Regions from separate parts of the Danio rerio genome. Here region 2 is linked to region 1. Evidence: chromatin contacts called from public HiCAR-type data. All regions are on one chromosome and are shown on one strand. Each heading gives the region's core, a stretch centred on a gene start, on an enhancer-like site or on the middle of the called end of the contact. The rest is flanking DNA. Distances are from core to core; before and after follow the strand shown.

Evidence for each region. HiCAR-type assays count read pairs that join an accessible place to other places.
Region 2: a contact with region 1 is called in a HiCAR-type map of caudal fin, with 7 times the contacts expected there. The contact joins the promoter of nf2b here to the promoter of abhd11 in region 1. A contact is called at or near these places in 6 of 18 Hi-C or Micro-C datasets (caudal fin, embryo, gastrula embryo and 3 more) and 3 of 4 datasets of contacts at active chromatin or transcription factors (caudal fin, embryo and gastrula embryo).

Annotation. Positions count from the first base shown.
Region 1 is chr21:27,166,393-27,171,464 of GRCz12tu, forward strand. abhd11 (abhydrolase domain containing 11) reads right to left here and starts at 1,748. Exons shown (of 6, transcript NM_001004290.2): 1 at 1,484-1,748. The coding sequence starts at 1,638.
Region 2 is chr21:27,246,898-27,252,419 of GRCz12tu, forward strand. It overlaps nf2b (NF2, moesin-ezrin-radixin like (MERLIN) tumor suppressor b), which reads left to right and starts at 2,148. Exons shown (of 17, transcript NM_212951.1): 1 at 2,148-2,379; 2 at 2,993-3,099; 3 at 3,191-3,316. The coding sequence starts at 3,010. It overlaps mettl27 (methyltransferase like 27), which reads right to left and starts at 2,759. Exons shown (of 6, transcript NM_001040381.1): 1 at 2,707-2,759; 2 at 328-448; 3 at 127-255; 4 at 1-27. The coding sequence starts at 447.

The DNA.
Region 1 (5,072 bases), core at 498-2,997:
ATCCGATCCGAGCGCGGTTATATCACAGTGTTTTATGGATATGTAATAGGCTTACGGCTATATGAAGAGAGAATTATGAGTGTGTCGGGAAGTTTCGCGAGTCTTCGGATGCCCGCAAACGAGTGATGATCTCCCGGTAATCTCGCGTCTCCCTCCCGGTCCTCAAATAGGCATCGTCGCGCACCCTTCTCACCCCTCCCCACCGCGTCTCGCTCAGACGCGTCACGCGCGCACCCTGTCAATCACCACCAAACCACCACCTCTCCTGACAGCTGAGCGGGACGCTGCAAAATAAACCCTGACACTCTGACTAATGTAAGGAGAGTTTACTCGCACGTGACTTGTTTTAGCTCTTTTGGTCCGATTATAAACTTTGCAGTGTGAAAGTGAACCGCTCCAAGAGCAAAGAGCAACAATGTAACATTTGTAATCTCTGTTTCGGAACAACTGAATCGATACACAGGTGTGAAAGCACCCTAAAATCATTTGAGGGTAACTCATTAGGCAGGTTAGAGTTGCTAACAAATATTTAAAAAAAATTTACAACATGTTTAACACCTGCCTAGCATGAATAAACATACCACTAAGACGCGTCTAAGACATTTCAAAAGGTTGTTAGGGTATTTTAGCAAATTACAATCAAGTTTTATTGATATGTCTTTTTTTTTAATTCATACTAGCATGAGTTAGCATGCTCAAACATGTTTGTCATATAATTTATATCATTAATGACTAGCATGCATTAACGTGCTACTCGTCTTACCACACTGCAAGCATGAAATAGCTTGTTGCTAACATGTTTTAACACCATATTAGCATTACTCATCATTTTGCTAACACGTTCTGGGTTGTGTAGGGTTGCTAACGTTTGTATTATGTTTAGTACAAGGATAGCAAACATAAGCATGTTACAGTAGAAATATTACAAAGCTAAAATGCTAAAAGGACAGGAAGATAGATTTAGATACTTATTTTACAATAACCACAAATCAAATCTGAATATGACCTTGGTTTAAGTTGTAGCTTTAAAGCTCTATGAATTTTAGTCTCAGGAGAATATTAACTTTAAATCTGAATAGCATTTCAGTATATTGCCTTTCACAAGACTCATAAGTATGAGTTTTTATTGATGTTTTACTTAAAGATAAGATATGGTGATGACTGGAAAGTGGAAACATGGCCTTGTTTACAAAATCATACCAATATAGTAATATCTAATTTATAACTTAATTAATGTAACCATTACCCGTTATTAGCCACAACAAAAGATAACGTGTAGGTAATTTTGACTGGTTTTACTCTTTTTACTCTATTTCTGATTAAAACCCATCTACTACTGGCTAATTTTCTAAGGTGACAGTAAATGCACGAATAATAACGTTAAAATAAACTACAAATAACTTTTTAAAGTAACAATAATCTCTCACACATGAAGTTCTGTGCAATTAACAATATTTCATCCGGAAGATTAAAGATGCAACACCTGGCGGTTCTCATGCTGTCACTGCCAGCGCGGTCCAGCCGCGAGACTCCGCTGCAAAAATCCCGAAGTCCCGTTACAGATGAACATGACGACAGGCCGCAAGGCGCTCCTCTTGTGAAAACACGGCACAGGGCACTCATGGCAAAATTTGACATGCTAAAACGTGCGTCCGGACTTCATTCATTCGACCGGGGTTGGCGACTTCAAAGGTCGTCGTGATGTTGTTTAGCTAACACTAGGGAAACCCTTCCCGCACGACAGGGTTGCCAGATCTCGCTAGAAAAACAAAATAAAACCGCAACAAATGTAGAACTGTTTAAATGCAAATGAAAGCAGATACAACTAAACACTTCCATTTTTTAGTTTTTTAAAAAATATAAATGTTTCACATTTACGACTGACTGTCTAAATCTGGGATTTTCAAAATTGTGGACATCACATTGACATTATTATACTTATTTTTAAATCTAGTTAATATTTATTCATTTAACTAAACTTTCTACTTATTAAATTTGCATAAAGTATTTAAATCTCTTTTTATCTAAAAAAATATTGTATTGAGATTATATTAAGATTACTTTAATAACAGTTTTATTTTTTAGTTTTTCTACAGTAATTTTATTTAATCATTATTTGTTTAAAAACACTTTTGGATAAATTAAAGCTTCTTTTGTTATATTTTATTATTCCGTTACTTTTTCCAAGTTTTATTTATTTAAAAAAAATTAAATTGACTTTTATTTAGGTTTTATACTAATATGTGTTTATTTGTTGTCATATTTTTTCCATAGATTTTTATTTATTTATCAATATTTATAATATATATATTTATCCTCCCGATATTGTTTTAATAATAGTATAGCACTAGCAATCAAAAACTCACCTGTATTTCATTATACTATAATTTTATATTTAGACAACCTCATGGGAAAAAAATATTGCGTAAAGCAAGTGGACATGGCAACATTTCGACACCTCAGAGTGTCAGTGATGTCATCACGTCGTGCGCATTTAAAGCCTGCAAAGCTAAGCACATTTCAGACAACACATATATTTGAAAAATAATATTTACAATAAAAGATATGCACATGCAGGAGATGCAGAGGAGTTACAGTGAAAGAAAAAAATATGAGAGAAGACGAAAATATGTTATGACAAATCAATCAGCATTGTTTAGCCTATGGAGCAGTTTTACCAGAGGATGGCGCCACAGACCACAAAAACAGACTTAATTCAGATTGTGTGGGCAACAACACAGCTTTCATGCACTACACAGAAAATGATCTTTAATCGTTTAATTAATTTAATAAAACGTTAAGACTTTAGTCATACAGTTTCTTAATATCTTTTGACATATATGCTGTTATCAATGTTATGTTTAGATGTAATCATTAAGCAGGAGTGCTTAAAATCAAGGTTTATCACTTGCATATATTCACTGATATGTGGCATATTTAATAGCGTTTAAACACTTCTGAGCAAATGTGAAAAGAAGATGATGATAAATCCAATCTGGCACAAATCCTAATGATAACGTTATGTTGCAAAGGCCACTTGTAAGGCCAATGACTTCTTTCCCCCCAAACATTCTTCAAAATAACTTTTATTGAGTTCAACAGAATAACAAAATTCATAAATGTTTTAAACCACTTAATTGCCTGCAAAGAAAGAGGACATTTTGCTATGCGGAAAGGCCTGTTAAGGGGAAGTCTAGTTCACACAATAGGACAACTAACTGAAAACAAGACAGAATCTTCCACAGCAAAAAAAAAAAAAAAACATACAGGTAGTAGGCAGTAGAAAATAAAAATAAGGAAGCACAATGCCATCAATAGGATCCTCAAATTAATAAAATGGGAAGTTAAATTATTGAAGTGATTTAATAAAGAACTACACAACTGTACTTTGAGTGGCACCTGTAGTTCCATGCAGCTTAATCCAATAAAGAAACATGTTTGTCCACATTCCATAGACATGCACTGTAATTAAGTGTAAAAGGAGTTTTTTTCCCCTCTAATTTCAAGTGTTTCAACTGTTTATGTGCATCCAAAGAGAAAGTCAAAGCTTTATCCTCCTCCATGTCTGCTGCCATAGGCAACACAGCAGCAGGGATAAAGCAGCCAACAAACACCATGGAGAGGAGACATGCAGGAAAACTCCCAATAGAAATATCAAAAGAAAATATTCATAGCACTGCAGCACATATTTCACAATATATGTGGTTCCAGTGTCATCAACTGCTGATAAATGTGCATTGTCTTCAAGTGACAAGCCCTTGGAAATTTATGCAATTTACTTTTTTAACTAATGTAAATAGAGCAATGTAATAAAATCTTATTGGCCCAAAATTTGACTCAATATGTAGGCTATGACCACAAACCTGCCATAACTGTACATCTTTTGAAATGTAAATTTATTTTTTATGATTTTGAATTGCATTATTGGACTTTGATCTTTCCTCCAACAACATGTTAAAAAGTTTGACAGGTTACATTGTTCACATATTTACTAGTTTTTCTAGTTTGAAGCGATCTATTGTCTGTGTTGATATTTTAAATTACAGAACAAACAACATGTTAATTAATAGGCTTGCCTTTTCTGTTTTTTATTGACTTATTTTAATTCATTCATTCATTCATTTATTCATTCATTTTTCTTCAGCTTAGTCCCTTCATTCATCAGAATGCCACAGTGAAATGAACCGCCAACTTATCCAGCACACACACTCATTCAAACTCATACACTACAATTTAGTTTATTCAATTCACCTATATCGCATGTGTTTGAACTGTGGGGAAACTGAAGCACCTGGAGGAAACTCACGCCACGGGGAGAACATGCAAACTCCACACAGAAAGCCAACTGACCCAGGAAGCACTCAAACCAGCGACCTTCTTGCTGTGAGGCAACAGTGCTAATCACTGAGCCACCTTGACTTATTTTTATTTACATTAATTTTTATAAAGTATTGTTTAAATTACTAAAATGCCAAGGACAATCAATTTATTAAAATGCAGAGTTGAATTTTCAACATCAAATGTTGACAGAGAAGCTCAAGGTCACATGATAAAACTCTAGTCGTGACTGTAAATAAACAGAAAACACCTGTGAATCACAAAATATGGAAACTATTAATCAATGGAAATGTTTTAGTGTGTTTGAAGTTAAAACTATTTGGAAAGTAATCTGACGTTTAAAAAAATCTAACTCAAAACACTGAAAAAAATCCTCATTAAAGCTGATTAAATTAATTACTAGAAATGGAAAATGTCGATTATAAATGGATTTTTGATGTATTTTATTTACAGAAGGAAATTTACAAAATATATTAATGGAACATGATCTTAATATTCTAATTATTTTTGGCATAAAAATATTTATCATTTCGACCCATTCAATTATTTTATTTAAATATTTTATTTATTTATTACAATAAACTTATTTTATTTAAATGTATTTCCTTGTTGAATAATGCTTGATAGTGTAAGATAGATGAATGACTGCAATCATATAATTAAAACTGCAGTTTTAGGTAATTTATGGTGTTAAAAGGAATCTTGGGAGGTGTTCTGTTGTGAAAGAGGTATAA
Region 2 (5,522 bases), core at 898-3,397, 81 kb after region 1:
GAAGTGACGAAACCCCATTCTCTTCAACTTTCCTCGAAGAATTATCAATTGAGAAAATAAAATCACACTACTCTTTGATTTAGGAGGCTCATTGCAGGCTCAGAATCCAAATGAAGCAATACTTACGTGTTTGGAGACCAGTCCTGTTCCACAGGCCACATCCAGAACAGTGGCCTTCTCTCTGTCATCGTTGAAAAACGAGCTCACACACTCGGCTGCCAGCAACGGGGCTCTGTAATCCAGCACAGCTACATCCTGAGAAAAAAAACATTAGAATTGAAATAGCTTTTCTGAAAAAGGAAGAAATTCTTGCAGCCTAAAGTTTACCTGCTCATAGTTATCAGCCCAGGTGTCATAGAAGCCCACCTTATCCTGGGCCTCTGTGTTTTTATGAGCCGACAGAATCACATTCCTAACATCAGAAAAGGTCCGGCTGGTGTTTGCCATCCTTCAGGGGAAATGAAACATTATTTACCATTTTGAGGGATGTAAACAATAACAATAGTCCAAATGTATTTTCTGTTTTAGATCTTTCATTTCAAAAGATTCTGAGAACCAGAAAGCTTCACATGTTAATACAATTTTAATGACAGCTGTGTTAACGTTATGACACCTCTTGTTTCAGTTATGAAAAAGTTTTAGGACAAGCAGGAACTGTTTATGGACTAATGGTATTGTCATATTGAAATGGTCTATCTATAGGACAATATCTTACAGATAATTTTAGAAGCATTTTACAGACATTTTATTATAATATGTAGTTATGTGCAGATACTATACAGCAATGGTCTCTGCACAGTTTTGCTCCAACCCTAATCAAACACCGCTGATCCTACTAACCAAGGTGTTCAAGACTACTAGAAACTAAGCAGGTGTGAGTTGGAGGTGGTTGGGACTATGCAGAGCTGCGGCCCTCCAGGAATTGAGTTTGAGACCATTGCTATGCAGTACATGACATTTCATCGAGTGGAATAAATTGGCACTGCACTCAACCAAAATATTTTAAAAGAGTATTTAAAAAAAAAGTAGTTTTATTTAGCATTAGAGTAAATTATATATTCATACATACAGTTGAAGTCAGAATTATTAGCCCTCCTTTGATTTTTTATATTTTCCAAATGAAGTTAACAGAGCAAGGAAATTTTCACAGTATGTTTGATATTTTTTCTTCTGGAGAAAGTCTTATTTGCTTTATTTTGGCTATGTGTGTGTGTGTGTGTGTGTGTGTGTGTGTAAATAAATCATGATTTACTCTAAAACTAAATAAAACTTTTTATAACTAAGCAATAATTTACCAAGTGTCTTATCTGAAAATATAATAAATAAATAAATAAATAAATATTTTGGAAGTTGCTGTTTAAAAGTTGGAAATTTATTATTAAAAAAAGCATAAACTCCCTTATTGGTACAAAATATAAAACAAAATACAGATTTACAGATTTTTTTTTACAGATAATACAAAATACAGTACAGTCATTTCACTAAAATAAAAACTTTTTACAATTTTACACTCATTTTACAAACCACTCTAATAATATCAAAGGGCTAAAATAGTAACTGTTATAGATCATTTCAATGTGGTCATATCATTGGCCCGTGAACAGTTCCTGCTTGTTATCAAATTATATCAGAAATGTAAAGAGGCAATTCAATCATAACTTAATATTAAAACAGCTATCATAACATTATTTATTCATATGTGGCTCTTTTTGGATTCTCCGAAGCTATAGAAATTAAAAATGCAAAACAGGAAATGCAAAGGGCACATTGTTTTTGTTTACATCCTTCAAAATGGTCTGTACATACAATACTTGCAACAGAATGATATTACATAATAGACCAATAAAATAAACTAAATCACAACAACTTCAGAGGGCTAAATTAGCAGTAATTGTGTTGTGTAGTTGACTGTACAATACTTGATATAAAACAGCATGATATTACAAAACAAACCAATATAATAAATTAAACAAAATAAAACATTTAACACTTACATAATAAATGACGTTAATTGATCTTATTGAGCATAGAAAGAGTGACATAAATCACTGTATACACACCGTCATGAACATTCCTCAACTGCTCTTCTCCATCCAGCAGGAAGAGGGCGGCAAAGAAAACCAACAACAAAGTCCTGCTAACTCCCTATCCAACATTTTCTACTCAAGATAACATCGTATTTATATTCCACAATCGTCCAGTTAATAGTTTATTACCAAAATGGACACTCTTTAAACGATTTCTACAGTTTCGGACAAGCTTACAACCATTTCCATGTAGGTGACCGACGAAATCCGGTTTGCATTGTTGTGGTTTAGCGGAGTGCCTGGAAACTCCTTGCTGTGGATCGGGCCTGGTTTAACACATAACCTAATCAAGGTAACTGACTGATATTTGGCTAGTTTCATTCACATATTTTTAACAGTGTTCAGAATGGATTATACTTATCGTTTAAACGTATACTGTGTCGCTGTAAAGGGAGTAAATTTGCCAGCTTACTTTCTGTCACGTTAGCCAGGATGTAACGTTAACGTTAAGCTTTGTGAGTCGCTTTCTACATTCTCGCTCGATATAACAAGGCAGATTGTGTTATATCTTACTTATAAAGGTTGAAAACTAACAATGTGTTTATTTTAAGGAGAGTGGGCATTGTTACAGTTGTTAAGTTACAGCACTTTGCGTAAAGTACTCGTGAATGCGACTTACCTGTGGCTGACTTCATTCATCTGCCTTGTGATAGTAGCACTAGTACGTTAGATAAATGATGATAATAATGATGCATAATAAGGGAAGGAATAAGTTGAAGTAATTTTCTAATTAAAGCTCTGATAGACTTTTTAAAATGTCTAAATTATCTTTTTATGTATGTATTGATGCACTTTGTTTTAGTTTTTAGATATATATTTAAGTAAATGAATGTTAGCTTCATTTTGTTAAATGCTAAATATACTTTACTATATTGAGGTATTAAAGTAATTATTTGTGTTTTCAGGTGTATATAAAGTCACTATGTCAATTTTGGGTCTGAAAAAGAAGCAACCAAAGACTTTTAAAGTCAAAGTCAGCACTATGGATGCTGAAATGGAGTTTAGTTGTGAGGTAAACGTATGGAAATACTTAATACATGTGTCTGTCTGATTCTGTGTCCTAAAATGTCCTACAAAGTTTAATGTTTGTCTATAACTTCTAGGTCAAATGGAAAGGGAAAGATTTATTTGACCTGGTATGCCGGACCATTGGCCTGAGGGAAACGTGGTTTTTTGGTCTTCGATACACAGTAAAAGACACATATGCCTGGCTGAAGCCTGATAAACGGGTGAGATGTAATTGTAGTTTAGAGCCTAAAATCTGTTCCCAAATCACTACTCACTGAACCCAATCTACAGAAATGAAAGAAGGAAATCTTGACCCAAGACAAAGTCAATCAAATTAGACCTGAGTCTGACCCAATGGCATTTATTTTTAACCCAAAAGTAAACTGCATTGAAGTAGGGCTGCACAATATATTGTTTCAGCGTTTATATCTCTATGTGTGTGTCTGCAATAGTCACATCGCAGGATCTGCAATGTTGAGTTGTTATTATAGTTGATCAGCACAACAGTTGAGAATAAATGAGATTTGTGGAGTCTTTGCAAAGTATAAGCATAACAGAGTGAAAGTTTATAATTTGAATGTGTTTCTTAAGGCAATGTCATAAGAGTTTAAAACGTTTTGGCACAAAAAGTTAATTTGTGACTTTAAAGAATAATACTTTAACTGAATTATTTATACAATAAAGACTATACAATGTTATTTTGATTTTATTATTCAATTTCTGTAACTGAATAGTTTTGACTCCAGAAAACCAGTTATTCCTGGGCCCAGCTTTTAACTGTGACCAGTGGCTTCTACACACACACACACACACACACACACACACGCACGCACACACACACACACAAACACATTGTTTTAACACACTGCATAATAAAGCAAATGGCGTTTCCTGGTTTTTATCTTTTTTCAATGAGGATATATTTCTTTGTTTGAGGTTTCAAATGCTTCTTCCATTTTTTTATAAGTTTCTTAAAAATTTAATACCAGTAGTCTAATTGGTCAAGTACATGCTGATTGCTGAAATTCTTAAAGCTCATTTACTTATCACTCAGTTATGATGATCACATCCTATAAGTTTTCATGTCTTTTTGGTAGTACCAGCGAGAATGTTCAGACATTGTTTGCTATTTCTACGCAGCATTTTGTAATGAAAAATTAGCAGATTTATGTGAAATAATTTTGGTAGTATCGTAACTAAAAACTTAATATTAAAACTTAAAAATAAAACTTTAAATATTACCATTTTAACTTTTATTTAACGTTTACAGTGCAAATGTAATTAGATCCACTTATTTGGTAAGCAAAGCAACTCTGATAACTGATCTACTAAAAGACAATTATTACTTTACAAATTAAATAGTTAAAAATCATATAAAAATTTTCATATTAGTCAATAATATTACTGAAATTAATTTAAAAACTGAATGAATATAAATTTACACACATTTACAGAAGTAAATAAATAGGCTTGATGGATTTTTGCACGCGCAGTTTCCGCATGGGCCTTCTTATTGGGTGCATTTTCAAAAGCACACTAAATGTTAAATTAACCGAGACCTGAGGCTACTAACTTACTAACCTAACCTGTGTCCAAGGCACAAAACCCATCTGGGTTCTTCGTTCAGACCATGGGTTTTTAGATTTATGTGACCCATGAAGACATTAAGCATGAACAAGTACCCAAAATACAAATATGTTGTTAAAGTTCTCCCCATTTTAGGTTATCCACAATGTAGCTGACTTTTTAAGTGCAGTGTAACATTGAATACAATTTAATTTCTGCTCAAACTGCTTCTTGGTGTTAATTATAACACAAATAATTAGTTACAAAATAGATTAGATTAGATTCAGCTTTATTGTCATAACAAATTTACAAGTACAAGGTAACAAAATTCAGTTTTGGCCTAACCAAGAGTGCCATAGCATCAAGTGCAGGATATAGGTTATAAAGTGCAATTATAGAAAAACTATGGTGATATTTACATATGGATGTACTATGAACATTATAAACAGATTGTATTAACTGTGAACAGAGATTTACAATAGATGAATTTATGTACAGGTTGCTATTAATAATCAGAAGTATGCAGATAGATAAAAAACATGTATACATGTATGTGCAGTGGATATGTACACTTCAAGATCAATTAGTACAACCAAGTGAAATATAGGCAAGAGGGAATAGTGACATTGAAATCTTGTAAAGCAAATTGAATTGTTGGTCTGTATTAAAAACTGAACGTAATTTACTAAATTAATCCACAATCCTAGAAAAACAGTACTAACCAAGTTCATGGCAGTCAAGTTTCGTGGTGTTGGTGCATACAGTTTCTATTACAGACTGACCTTTGATTTTCATAACACCTTGGTTTGACTTCAGGAGAAATTTATTTTGATGTTGTTTGGCCCCTAACATATTTGTTGA